2 separate regions of the Mus musculus genome follow, and region 1 is linked to region 2. A link is a contact called in public HiChIP or PLAC-seq data. All regions are on one chromosome and are shown on one strand. Each heading gives the region's core, a stretch centred on a gene start, on an enhancer-like site or on the middle of the called end of the contact. The rest is flanking DNA. Distances are from core to core; before and after follow the strand shown.

Evidence for each region. HiChIP or PLAC-seq counts read pairs in DNA pulled down with a chosen protein or histone mark.
Region 1: a contact with region 2 is called in an H3K4me3 HiChIP or PLAC-seq map of bone marrow-derived macrophages, with 2.5 times the contacts expected there. The contact joins the promoter of Plekhm3 here to the enhancer-like site in region 2. A contact is called at or near these places in 2 of 484 Hi-C or Micro-C datasets (the N1E-115 cell line and nephron progenitors), 2 of 115 datasets of contacts at active chromatin or transcription factors (the 230-238 cell line and bone marrow-derived macrophages) and 2 of 9 other capture datasets (adipose tissue and liver).

The regions. Positions count from the first base shown.
Region 1 is chr1:64,954,147-64,960,742 of GRCm38.p6, reverse strand. It overlaps Plekhm3 (pleckstrin homology domain containing, family M, member 3), which reads left to right and starts at 3,919. Exons shown (of 8, transcript NM_001039493.1): 1 at 3,919-4,048. Gm51627 (predicted gene, 51627) reads right to left here and starts at 4,164. Exons shown (of 3, transcript NR_165472.1): 1 at 3,916-4,164; 2 at 1-422.
Region 2 is chr1:64,865,704-64,872,790 of GRCm38.p6, reverse strand. All of the region lies in intron 5 of Plekhm3 (pleckstrin homology domain containing, family M, member 3), which reads left to right. Among named protein-coding and RNA genes, the nearest start is that of Gm51628, 18 kb to the left of the region's middle. Within about 2 kb of position 5,825, at least 24 of the 459 cell types and tissues checked have an H3K27ac peak or open chromatin away from gene starts, as enhancers often do. A contact at or near this core is called in the 230-238 cell line and bone marrow-derived macrophages, where this site is marked.

The sequences.
Region 1 (6,596 bases), core at 2,670-5,169, 90 kb before region 2:
ACTGGGGATTTGACCTCTATCTCCACTCTCATTAATATGGGTGGCCTATTTGCTCTTATTAAAAGAAAAGGGGGAGATGTTGGGAGCCGCGCCCACATTCGCCGTTACAAGATGGCGCTGACAGCTGTGTTCTAAGTGGTAAACAAATAATCTGCGCATGTGCCGAGGGTGGTTCTTCACTCCATGTGCTCTGCCTTCCCCGTGACGTCAACTCGGCCGATGGGCTGCAGCCAATCAGGGAGTGACACGTCCTAGGCGAAGGAGAATTCTCTTTAATAGGGACGGGGTTTCGTTTTCTCTCTCTCTTGCTTCTCGCTCGCTCTTGCTTCTTGCACTCTGGCTCCTGAAGATGTAAGCAATAAAGCCTTGCCGCAGAAGATTCTGGTCTGTGGTGTTCTTCCTGGCCGGTCGTGAGAACGCGTCTAATAACAGATTATGTGAAGAAAGAAGTATATGCTGGAGATACGCCAGGAAAGGCGGTCTATCAGTTACACTTCTACTTATAAATGAGCAAGCACAGGTTCAATCAGTGACATAGAGTAAGGTTAGTTCAGACAGAAGGAGATTTGGGGGGCTCAGGTAAGGCTTTTTTCTTGGCTTCCCACTCTCTTCAACCCCAAGTCTCCATTGAGCTACTCCTACTCCATCCAACATTCCTTCTTCCTTCCTCAGAGAGACATTCTCTATGAGATAGGAAATCCCGCCACCAAAAACCTCCAACCTGCTTCCTTCCAGCCCTGTGAGCCAATAGGCACGATTTGTTACAAAGTTTCAAATAGGAAATTTTTAGGGAATGGCTCTGTTTAGGTCACATACTATTGTGTTTTGAATGGGAAATGGCCCCCTCCCCGTAGGCTCATGTATTTAAACACCTAGTCCACAGTTGAAGGAAGGATGTGAGGTGGGTCCTGCTTGAGGAAGTGGGTCAGTGGAGGTGGGTCTTAAGGTTTCTTGGCCCAGCCCCATTTACTGTCCTCTCTCTCACTTACTGCATATACAATGTGGCTGTCTCTCTCATTCTTCCCTGCCAGTCTAGACTGTATTCCCTTGAACTACAGGACCAAACAAACCCTTTTCCCTCTAAAATTACTTTTTGTCATATATCTGCCCATAGCAAAGTAACTTACACAAATGCCCGTCCTTGGATCAACCACCATGACCGAGAGGAAGATACCATAGAGAGTAGGATGTGCTTAGCATTTCCTACATACTTACATTGTGATTTGGAGGTAGGCACAAGCTTCCTAAGTGAGTATGAGTGCCAACTAAAGGGAAAACGAAGCATCTATCTCCAAGTAAATGGCAGTGGGTAGAGAGGTATGCAGTCTGAACTCTCCCTGCTAGTATATGGAAGGCCACTACAAGTCTTTAAATAAGAAAGTAGCTGTGGACAATGGTTATATTAGATGAACCTAGGCATTTCTATTCTCTATTAAAATGTTTCTGATTGCGGGGCATGGTGGCGCACGCCTTTAATCCCAGCACTTGGGAGGCAGAGACAGGTGGATTTCTGAGTTCAAGGCCAGCCTGGTCTACAAAGTGAGTTCCAGGACAGCCAAGACTATACAGAGAAACACTGTCTTGAAAAACCAAAAAAAAAAAAAAAAAAAAAAAAAAAAAATGTTTCTGATTGCTCAAAGAGAAGCCTTTCTGGATGATAGCATAAAACGTAGGTAAACATAGTGACCCTAATGCAAATTGTAAACTAACCATTCACCTGCAGAGGTTCATAGATGATAATGAATGTCCTATTGTGATGCAGGATGCTCGGATGTAGGGAGGTGGTTCATATGCAGTGGCAAGAAGTCTGTGAGGACTCTTCTGAGAACCTAAAACTTCTCTAAAAACACAGTCTATTAACATAGTGACAAAGGCAGCAGCTGACTGCCTTTTGAGTGCTGATGTGAATGTAACTATTTTGAATTTAAAAGAACAAAATATTCCCAGATGTTGACTAGCCCAGAAGTCAACAGCTTCTCAGATGGAATTATTGGATTCCTGTGTTAGTGATCAGAAGTAAATTCAGTCATTTCACAAACATAGATTTAAAGACAATAAATGTTTGGGTTTGTTTTCTTAAATCTAAGTTGTTACACTCTGAATTTGCTTTCAGTAATGAAGTTCCAGTACAGATGATGCTGGAATCATCTTTTTTTAAACAAGGGTAAAAATCGTAACTACTTTATTGTGTTTCTTGTTTCAGTGTCTTTTAGTCTCCTGACTACGGACTATATTTGGAATTTTATATAGTAAATATTTGGGAAGCTATATGTTATGAATTTGTGTTTTAGTTAGACAAACATATCTCTACTTCTGTCCTAGTCAGAATTTTCATTGCTGTGAAGAGATACCATGACCAAGGCAACTCTTTTTTTTTTTTTTTTTTTTTTTTTTTTTTTGGTTTTTTTCAAGACAGGGTTTCTCTGTATAGCCCTGGCTGTCCTGGAACTCACTTTGTAGACCAGGCTGACCTCGAACTCAGAAATGCTGACCTCGAACTCAGAAATCCGCCTGCCTCTGTCTCCCAAGTACTGGGATTAAAGGTGTGTGCCACCACGCCCGGCCCAAGGCAACTCTCATAAAGACAAACATTTAATTGGGGGCTGGCTTAACAGCTTCAAAAGTTCAGTCCATTATTATTATGGCAGGAACTTTGCAGTGTACAGGCAAGTGCTGGAAGACCCAAGAGTTCGACATCTAGATGCCAAGACAACCAGAAGGAGACAGTCTACTTCAGGCAGCTGGGAGGAGGCTCTGATTCCATACTGGGCAGAGCTTAATATACCTATACCTTAGTATACAGCAATCTCAAAGCCGGCTTAAGTAGCAGTCACTTCCTCCAACAAGAATGTACCTACTCCAATAAGGTCACACCTCTGATAGTGCCATTCCTTATGGCCAAGCATTGAAACATGAGTCTATGGGAGCCAAATCTATTCAACCAATCACAATTTGATTCTGTACTTTTTAAAGATTTGACTTTCAAAAAAAATATTATATATCCTGTTGAGTCCTAATTCTCTCCATTTTTAAACAGAATATGGATACTGGTCATTGACTTACACGCGTTTGTTTGTGCTTTGTTTGCTTTTGTTGTTGTTTTGTTTTGGAACTCACTCTGTAGACAAGGGTGGAGGGGCTCAGACTCACAGAGATCCACCTGCTTCTGCCTCCTGAGTGCTGGGATTAAAGGTTTGTGACACCACTGCTTGGCTTGCTTTTGCTTTTGAGACAAAGCCTGTAGCTCTGGTTGGCCCGGAACTCTCTGTGTAGACCAGGTTGGCTTCAAACTCACACAGGTTCACTTGCCTGTGCCTCCTCAGTGCCAGTGCTGGGATTAAAAGTGTGTGCTACCCCGCCCCCGCCCCTCTCTTACTAAGCTTAATTGAAAAAAAAAAAAAAAAAAAAAACCGACTAAGAAGTATGCTGTGATGGCAAATTAAGACTGAAAACTGAAAGGAAGATTCATCCAACCGGAACTGCACGTCTTTGCAAAGTGGCTGGTTACCAGCAGACCTCAGGAGAGGTGACTTCTTGCCCTTCCCTAAGCCCTAGCTGCTAGACTAGGAATCCACAGCCAGGTTAGAGACATTTCCCCTCAACCACATCCTTTAAAACCGTGAACCTAACTAAAGATGAAAAGCAGTTCGTGCACCTATCCAAAGATGACAAGCAGTTCATTCCTATGTTTGGAAAGCATTATTTCTGAGAAATTCTCTTATTCTTAGCAACTGCTGCTAGCTGGCCCTGCCCTGGTAGGTTCCAAGTGACAGTTTTAACTGCAAACATCCTCGGTCTTGGGAAGAACGTGGAAGGGACCAAGCCTGGGATAAAGGCTGTAAAGCAAACAATAAGATAAGGAGGTCAGGCCCCGCCCGACCGCCTGCTCCTCCCGTAGGAGGGACCGGTCCTCACCGGCTGGAACTCTGTGTAATCGGATCCTGTTGCCGGGCTGCCGCGGGGAAGCTTTTGGGCGTGGGACCGCGAGAAGCCGCTTGTAAACAGAGCCGGGCCGGGATGGTCGGCAGCTGGAGCGCAGTCGCTGGCGGTGAGGAGGGCGGGCTGCCCGGGTCGGGGTCCTGCCGGGGGTCGGCTGCAGGCCGCAGGGGAGAAGGGACCAGAGCCGCGGTGAGCATCCTCCTCACGGCGGCCTTGGGCGGGGAGGGGGACGGGATGACGCATCCCCGGAGCTCCCCGGGGTCGCCGGGGTTCTTCCCACGCACCGCTTTCTGTTGTATTTCGCGCTGGGGATAGCACTTCATTTGTGGGTGGCTAAGTGAGGAGGAAGACATGACCTGGTGTTTATTTTTTGTGAATCAAGTAACGCAAATTAGAAAGTAGTTGAATAAGGTGATCCTGTTTCTGCGTTGTTTTTAGTAACCCCTCCCCAGCGATCATAGAAACCAAACCCCAGTAGAGCTTTTAGCCCCAGAGAAACGCTACGTTTGTTCTTTCTATTGACTGAGCCCATTTTGAATGTATAGTAAATGACAGTACAGGACTAATGATAGATTGGTCTTGTATGAAAAGCTTATTAAGCTAGAAAACAAAAACAAAACAAACAAAACAAGATAAGGAGTCCTCAGGCCCTTAAGCTGGAAAAAAAATTCTGATTTCAGAAGACAAATAGAGGCTGGGCTTATATGTATAGTTTGCAAAGCAAGGCGCCTTTACAGGTTAAAAAGATTGAGATATATTATTGTAAATGTTATTTAGTTCCTCCCCTTTTTTTCTTTGATCCATGGAACTAGAAAGAAACTTCTGGGTTTTTCCTGTAAAATATTTTCAACAAATCATAATAAATTGTGACTTGTACTTATACAGCATTATAGAATAGTACACGTTATAAGTGGTTGCTTAAAACACCAAGTAGTTTTTATTTCATTTACTTAAAGAAATACCATAGCAAAAATGAGGTCTTTAAAAGGTCAATATACATGTGTTACCTTGGTAACATAATCTAACTTCACTAGGAGTCAAGTATTAGGTTAAATTGACACGAAGTGTGTAAATGTCATGTACCAAGAAATAACATCAATAACTTGTGTGTTTGTCTTTATAGTAAGTACTTTAACAATGCTATTGTTCTGGCAAGATCCTGAAAGCTTACTTCAGCTTAAATTCTTGTTTGGTCACTTTCTCATTTCGTCATCCTGGAAAGTTTACTCAATTTAGCTGTTTCCTAATCTGTAGAATGGGAATAATAGCCACCTCATCAAAGATTCAATGAGTTATTAAATATGTATGTTTTTTTTGAGAGAGTCTCTCTATGTAACCCTGTTTAGCCTGGAAATTGCTATGTAGATTAGGCTGGTCTTGAATTCACAGAGATCCACCTGCCTCTGCTGGAATTAAAGGCATGTGCCACTTGATGTTTTTAAAGCCCCTGGAACAGTACCTAGAATAAGTGTTTGATGAGTATATCAAATTAAAATATTCCACTACTGAAAAGCAGATGAATAATTGTCAAGTGTTCGGGAAGGCGTGGAGGGGGGAGTTCTTTTTTTTGTTTGTTTGTTTGTTTGTTTTTGTTTGTTTTGTTTTTTTTTTTTGGTTTTTCGAGACAGGGTTTCTCTGTATAGCCCTGGCTGTCCTGGAACTCACTTTGTAGACCAGGCTGGCCTCAAAGTCAGAAATCCGCCTGCCTCTGCCTCCCAAGTGCTGGGATTAAAGGCGTGTGCCACCACGCCCGGCATGAGGGGGAAGTTCTTGTTGAATGGGTGGACTGCAAGATGAAAGACCAGTGGGGGTTGGGCTGCATGACAATGCTTGGCTTAGTGGTTACCATGGTAAATTTTATGTTTTGAGTATTTTGCCACAATTAAAATGGCTCAGGTATCAGTGTTCACAACATTATATGCTCAGAATTCTTTATTGCCACACAGCAGCCTCACTCACGCTTGCCTTTAGTGCTGTGACAGTACGATGGCTTGTGGTGTTTTATTTGGTAGATTCACGCACTGGAGGTTTATCAGAAAACCTGCAGACACATTGTTAATTTGACACCCAAGACTCTGGGACAGGCATAGCTCCATCACGACCTTCTGCTAACTTTGTTTTTGTGTTTTCCTCTAATCCTCACAACCATCACAGAAGTCATGTCTACCTGACTATGTATGTTATAGTACATGACACACTTGAGATTAGAGTGGAGAGGTTGTCAAGGTGGATCTAATTGAAGAGTTCCCATAAAAGTGTAGAGCTTTCTATGACTGGGAAATCAAGAAGACTCAACATACTGTAGCTGATTTGAAGATGGACGATATCATTGCTGAGGACTCTAGGTAGCCTTGAGGAATTTGGAAGGTGTAAAACTACCAAGAGTGGCCCCCTGGCTGACAACCAACAGGAAGTTACCAAAACCAGGATTTTTGTCAACAATCCAGATGACTTTGAATTTGGACTATTTACCAGAATTTCTAGATAAGAGTCCAGCCCACCTGAGCCAACACCTTAGTGACTATGAGATAAGAAGTATTTTTAAAAAGCAACTTAGTGTAAAAATTTGTTGTGTCATAATAGAAAAGTAAAATAGAATCTAGCAGAAAATGGACAAAAAACTTAAGCACACTATTATTATGGAATATTCTCAAGGC
Region 2 (7,087 bases), core at 4,576-7,075:
TATGTATGTTGTAATTTTTTCCTTTAAAGTCTGTTTAAACTGAAATAATTGCATTCAACACCCTTCACTTTAATTGTGTGTGTGTGTGTGTGTGTGTGTGTGTGTGTGTGTATGCCTGTATACATATATGTGTGTATGTGTGCACATGCATATGCAGGCCAGAAGCCAGCCTAGGGTCTTGTTCCTTGGGAACCATGCACCTTGTGTTTTGAAACACAGTCTCTCACTGGCCTGAGGCTCACGATTTGGCTAGGCTAGCTGACAGTGGACTCTAGGGATCTTCCTGTCTCTACCACCCACAGCACTGGAAGTACTTGCAACTGCATCTGACATTAAAAAAAATTTTTTTTTATGTTTTTGATAGTGCCATACATGTATATGCTGAATTTAAGTAATTTTTATCCCATTACATTCTCTCATTGAAAACTCCCTTCTTCTCCAAAAGCCCCCCTTCCACTTTCACGTCTTTGTGTGAGACCCCTGAGTTTAATTGGGGTTGCTTGAAGGAGAATGGGTGGGAAGTTATTTACTAGAACATGGGCAACTTAAGGGTGGCTACACTGCTAAAGAAAGTTTCACCCCTCCCCCAGCTGCTGTTAATTGTTAGGAGTTCTACGCTAGAGAGAGGCTTAGAGTTAAGAGAGCGCACTGCCTCCTTGGGCTCCACTTCTTAACAACCACATCAAGTGCTCCACAACTGCCTAACTGTAGCTCCAGCTCTGGGGGATCCAACTTCTCTCACCTCTGTGGGCCCCTGCATTCATGTACACGCACCTACACGTAATTAAAATTAATTTAAAGAAATCTATAAAAAAATTTTAAAAAGAAGAAGACTCAGAATATACTTTAAACTGACTCCCTCTGGGAGGGATGAGCCATTCTCCCTACTATGATGAAATATTGGCAGAGCCAATGTTATGCCTGTGTTATGTATGTGCAGAACGCAGTATGTGAGTGTGGCCACCACACACTTGCCCATCCTCCAGTTCTTTCGTTCTGTTTGTCCCGTCTTCCTACTTGTGTCCTAAGCCTTGGAGAAGGTGATGCAGGCATCCCACTGAGGGCTGGGGACTTCACTGTCCTTTATTCTCCGCACTTAGTACCAGTTTCTGTGTCAGCTACTTCCATTGCAGTAAGAAGTTCCTCTGACAAAGGCTGTGCTAATCTATGAATACTTAGAAGGCAGTTTGAGCACATGTTGTGTAGCAAACAATAGTAGTGAGTTTCCCCTAGGGTCTATGATCTATCCAGCTTGGTACTAGGGTTGCAGTACCAAACATATATTGTATTCTGTACATACAGTACATCCTGTGGATCAGGCTTTGATTCCAGTCAGAAAGCGGTTAGTTACCCTATAACACTCAGCACCTGGCGTTTTTATGTATGTTGTGGGGATTGAACTCAAGTCCTCATGCTTATGCAGCAAGAACCTTACAAACTAAGCCCTCTCACCAGCCCCAGCCTTCGGGGTTTTTTGTTTGTTTGTTTGTTTGTTTGTTTGTTTGGGTTTTTTTTTGCTATTTTTTTATTAGGTATTTATTTCATTTACATTTCCAATGCTATCCCAAAAGTCCCCCACACGCTCCCCCACCCACCCACTCCCACTTCTTGGCCCTGGCATTCCCCTGTACTGAGGCATATAAAGTTTGCACAACCAAGGGGCCTCTCTTTCCACTGATGGCCAACTAGGCCATCTTCTGATACATATGCAGCTAGAGACACGAGCTCTGGGGGGTACTGGGTAGTTCATATTGTTGTTCCACCGACAGGGTTGCAGATCCCTTTAGCTCCTTGGTTACTTTCTCTAGCTCCTCCATTGGGGGCCCTGTGATCCATCCAATAGCTGACTGTGAGCATCTACTTCTGTGTTTGCTAGGCCCCACCATAGCCTCACAAGAGAGAGCTATATTTGGGTCCTTCCAGCAAAGTCTTGCTAGTGTATGCAATGGTGTCAACGTTTGGAGGCTGATTATGGGATGGATCCCCGGGTATGGCAGTCTCTAGATGGTCCATCCTTTCGTCTCAGCTCCAAACTTTGTCTCTGTAATTCCTTCCATGGGTGCTTTGTTCCCAATTCTAAGAAGGGACAAAGTGTCCACACTTTGGTCTTCATTCTTCTTGAGTTTCATTTGTTTAGCAAATTGTATCTTATATCTTGGGCATTCTGAGTTTCTGGGCTAATATCCACTTATCAGTGAGTACATATTGTATGAGCTCTGTTGTGATTGGGTTACCTCACTCAGGATGATGCCCTCCAGGTCCATCCATTTGCCTAGGAATTTCATAAACTCAATTCTTTTTAATAGCTGAGTAGCACTCCATAGTGTAAATGTACCACATTTTCTGTATCCATTCCTCTGTTGAGGGGCATCTGGGTTCTTTCCAGCTTCTGGCTATTATAAATAAGGCTGCTATGAACATAGTGGAGCATGTGTCCTTCTTACCGATTGGAACATCTTCTGGATATATGCCCAGGAAAGATATTGCGGGATCCTCCGGTAGTACTATGTCCAATTTTCTGAGGAACCGCCAGACTGATTTCCAGAGTGGTTGTACAAGCTTGCAATCCCACCAACAATGGAGGAGTGTTCCTCTTTCTCCACATCCTCACCAGCATCTGCTGTCACCTGAATTTTTGATCTTAGCCATTCTGACTGGTGTTAGGTGGAATCTCAGGGTTGTTTTGATTTGCATTTCCCTGATGATTAAGGATGCTGAACATTTTTTCCAGGTGCTTCTCAGCCATTCGGTATTCCTCAGGTAAGAATTCTTTGTTTAGCTCTGAGCCCCATTTTTTAATGGGGTTATTTGATTTTCTGGAGTCCATCTTCTTGAGTTCTTTCTATATATATTGGATATTAGTCCCCTATCTGATTTAGGATTGGTAAAGATCCTTTCCCAATCTGTTGTTGGCCTTTTTGTCTTATTGACGGTGTCTTTTGCCTTGCAGAAGCTTTGCAATTTTATGATGTCCCATTTGTCGATTCTCGATCTTATAGCACAAGCCATTGCTGTTCTATTCAGGAATTTTTCCCCTGTGCCCATATCTTCGAGGCTTTTCCCTACTTTCTCCTCTATAAGTTTCAGTATGTCTGGTTTTATGTGGAGTTCCTTAATCCACTTATATTTGACCTTAGTACAAGGAGATAGGAATGGATCAATTCGCATTCTTCTACATGCTAACCTCCAGTTGTGCCAGCACCATTTATTGAAAATGCTGTCTTTTTTCCACTGGATGGTTTTAGCTCCCGTGTCAAAGATCAAGTGACCATAGGTGTGTCTTTGGGTTTTTAAATCCAAATTGTGTATTTCTGAGAACTCAGTTTCCTGGAAATGAGATATATATATATATATATATATATATATATATATATATATTAACAATTCTATCAAAATCTTGTGAAGAGACTACTTTTCCCAGAGCCCAACTCAGTCCCTTACTGTCAAGAGTACCAGGGTTTGGTGGGAGTTGAAGTCCTCAGAAATTAGTCAGGTTAAATGGGTTTTGATTTGTTTGACGTAACGGCATAGAACAAAATGAAATGAGTTTCCCCTTGGTGCTTTGCTTTGTTTGTATGTTAAGTCTCTACTGTCCTTGATTTCATTGAAAATTATCTCTGAATGTTTAACCCCAAGTGTCAGCTAATATAAGGGCTCTGAATCATATTTGACCTTTTTCCTTTTCCATTTTCATCTTTTCTCTTAAGTTACTTTCCAAGTTCCAAAGATGATAAATGGAAGCATTGTTAGTAGATCTAGGTGTGTTAGTTGATGGCTGTGGACTTGTAGCAGGCTTCTTCAGTATTCTCTGGTACCAGAGAACCAGTCTGTGCTGTGGTTTCCTTTGATGGATGAGACAAGTGTAGAGCTGACTCTTATCGCTTTTGTCCTTTGACTGAGTGTCAGGCCCAGTTAGATTGAGTTTGCATTGCCATGAGCAGGGCCGTGCGTGTGGTTGGCCTGCTACAGAAATGCTACTGGGCCTGGTGATTAATAGTGTTATCATGCATAGGAAGCCCCAAGCATAGCAGCCTCACCTGAAAACCAAAGAGATCTTCCACAGCAAGGACACTGTTTACACAAGGACTGCTAAGACAGATATCCCTCACTTAGTGTGCAGCTTTGAGTTCCTAATGTGGTGAGATTTGGAAGTTACATAGGAGAAATTAATAAGTAATATCTATTATATAACATTTTAGTTAAAAATGAATGCACTTTAAGAGAGAGAGAGAGAGAGGGAGAGAGAGAGAGAATATGAAAGAGTTTCCAGTTGATCCTCATTCCCTTTCCTGGGGCAGCCCCTGTTACTTACCCCTATGTTTGTGTTCCTGCTTCTGTAGTAGCATTTTTTATTTTAGCATATATGTGCTCAAGTCTCCCCCATTCTTTAGAAAAGGAACCTTTTCTCCGTCCCGTCCTGTATCCTTCTTTAGCAGCGGCCCACTTTCCTTTCTTTTAAAGCTAAGCTCTGAAAAGAGTTGTGTACCACCCTCAGACCCTCTGCAGTCTGGCTGTCTCCCTCCTGCCCAAACCACTATCTGAGGTCAGCACTGAATTCCTGTTTCTAGGGGGCTGCATGCGCCCCCCCCCCCAGCTCCTGGGCTGTGGATTCGTTCTTGCCCCTTGAGAAGCTCCCTCCCTGGGCCTCCCTGAAGCAGTTCTTCTGCTGTCAAAGTGTTCCTTCCCAGGCTTCTCCCTGGAAAGTCCTTTCTGGCACTGTTTCTCAAGGGCCAGCTCTTTTCTGTTTCCCGGGTGTGTTGTCCTGGCCTTCCTTATAATCGTAGCTCCACCTGAAACCCGCAGGCCGGAGACAGGAATTTCCTGAGCTGACTCAGGAGACTCCATCTGGCCATACCATACAGTTCCCATCTTCTTCCACAGCCCAGACACTCTCCCAGTGAGAGGGTTCCTCTTCCTTCCCCTTTCAGCAGACACAGCTTCCAGTTATGTTCCCCACTTAGTGGGGAAATGGAGGCTTCTTTGTGGCTTGCCATGACCTGAAGATTGAGGTGACAGACAGTCTTTCTGGTGGAAGGCCTCTCTTTGTAAGCTTTCATCTTCTTAGAGCTCTTTATTTCTCACCTAGTCCTTCCTGCCTTCACCCCCTTCTCTCCCCGTCAGCTCTCACCATGGCCTTGTATTACTTAGGGCACTTCTGTGACACCCCATTTCTCTTTAAGTAGATTCAGCATGACAGGCAAGACACACACATGTACTGGCTGGCTACATACTAGCTTACATACTAAATCTAAGCTCACATTGCGTGGTGTACCCTTGCCAGGAGAGGCTTACTAGGTACTGGGCATGCTCGAACCTTTGAGTGCCTGCTACTACTGCTCTTTCCACCTGGAATACCATCCAGCCTTCCACCTCCACTTCCTCCCAGTAACTCCCCACTTCCCATTCATGGAGGCCTTTCCTGGCCAGGTAACCTGCCAGCTCCCCTCACCCTGTATGTATATCTGTATGTTTACAAACTGTGCTTTTCCAAATCTTCAGTGCAGGCACACTGACTGCTGCATACTGTGAGCCCAGCATCTGCTTAAGTCAATGAAGTATGTGCTTATTTTGGATTTTGATTTTAGGTTCATAACCATAGTGACAGGTTGTGGGGTATTTGTTAAATTCATGGTAAATTAGGTAATCAGGATTTTCTGACCAATGAATGCAAATAATTACCAATGCTGTATTGAATGTATTAAGTAAAATTAATGCTGGCAAAAGTATTTTTAGGGGACACCAAATTTTGCTTCTCAGACATAAATAGCTCTACCAGCATATTCCCGGAAGAGACTGCCTCCCCTGAGGTGTCTTCCCCTGGGTAGATCTGCCTCGGGCATCTTTCTGCTGATTGAGCAGGCTCTGTCTGTCTAGGTCCTGTATAACCCATGTCCTATTTGGATTTGAAGGAGAAAAGACCCTAGGCATCCCTGCTAGTTCACTCCATTTTCTCAAGGGCCTATATCTGATGTGCAGCTTATATGACCCAAACCACAGTAGAGCAGCTCTTGGGGTCATGTGGATGGAAATGGCCTTGGCTGCCAACCTGATCTTGGTGTTTGTGTCTCACCCTGGCTTTCCTCTGTATAGTCTGACTGGAGGAAATGCTTAGAGAATGTGTTTCTAATTCAGTTTGCTTCCATGGAGAGGTGAGCAAGGGGCAGGGAGCCTTATCTGCCCTGTTGCCTTGCAATGGAAACCCATATGCCTCCTTAGGAGGCATATGAGCACAAGAGCACAGCCCTATCTCTAAATGTCTGTAGGAAAATCCCCCTCTCTTTCATTTACATTAAAAAGCATCTCTAAAGGAGATGCCTTTTACTAGGTCCCACTGGCCCCTCTAGGGAGATTTATTCTCCCTAGAGGGGCCAGTGTTTTTATGGCATCAGTGTTTTTATGTCACTACTTCCTTCCTCTTGGGGAGAAGGGCTGATTGACGTTATCTCTCTTAAAAGTCTGTATTTTAATGGCTACCACTAAATCTTTTGGACATACATCTTCTCCAGACCCAGTAGGCTCACTTCTTTTATCTTTTCTGCATATATTGAATTTTCCAATTTTTATGTCTATCATAACTGACCTCATGTAAATTATGGTGTTCAACACTGGAGCCTGATACAGGGAGACAGCAGATGACAAACTTCTGGAGGAACATAAGAGTCTCCTTTAAAGGGAGAGGGAAAATGAATTCATGCAAAATACATTTACATAGTTTGCAACATTAAATAAAGGCAGAATTACCTTCAGCTGTACAGATAATGCTGAAGGGATAGTAGAGATGACAGAAGCCAGAATTGCTTCTGTGAGAAGAATAATGAACAGGGCTTGGAAGGAAGAAGACCCCAGGAAGGAGAAACTGGAAAGTCTCTTCCTTACTCATCAGCTGTGGTCGTTAAAGCAGCAAACGAAGCACCTGTTCCAAGGCCTGCCTCACTGCAGGTAAAACACAAGGTTTTGCTTGCTTGGATAACTAAGGATTCTACCTGTCTCAAGTTCAAGGGCATGCCAGGATAATTCAGTTTACACCTACTTCCTTTATCCTATCTACTTCTAATCATAGAAACGTTAGGCTTTTAGACCAAAGAGA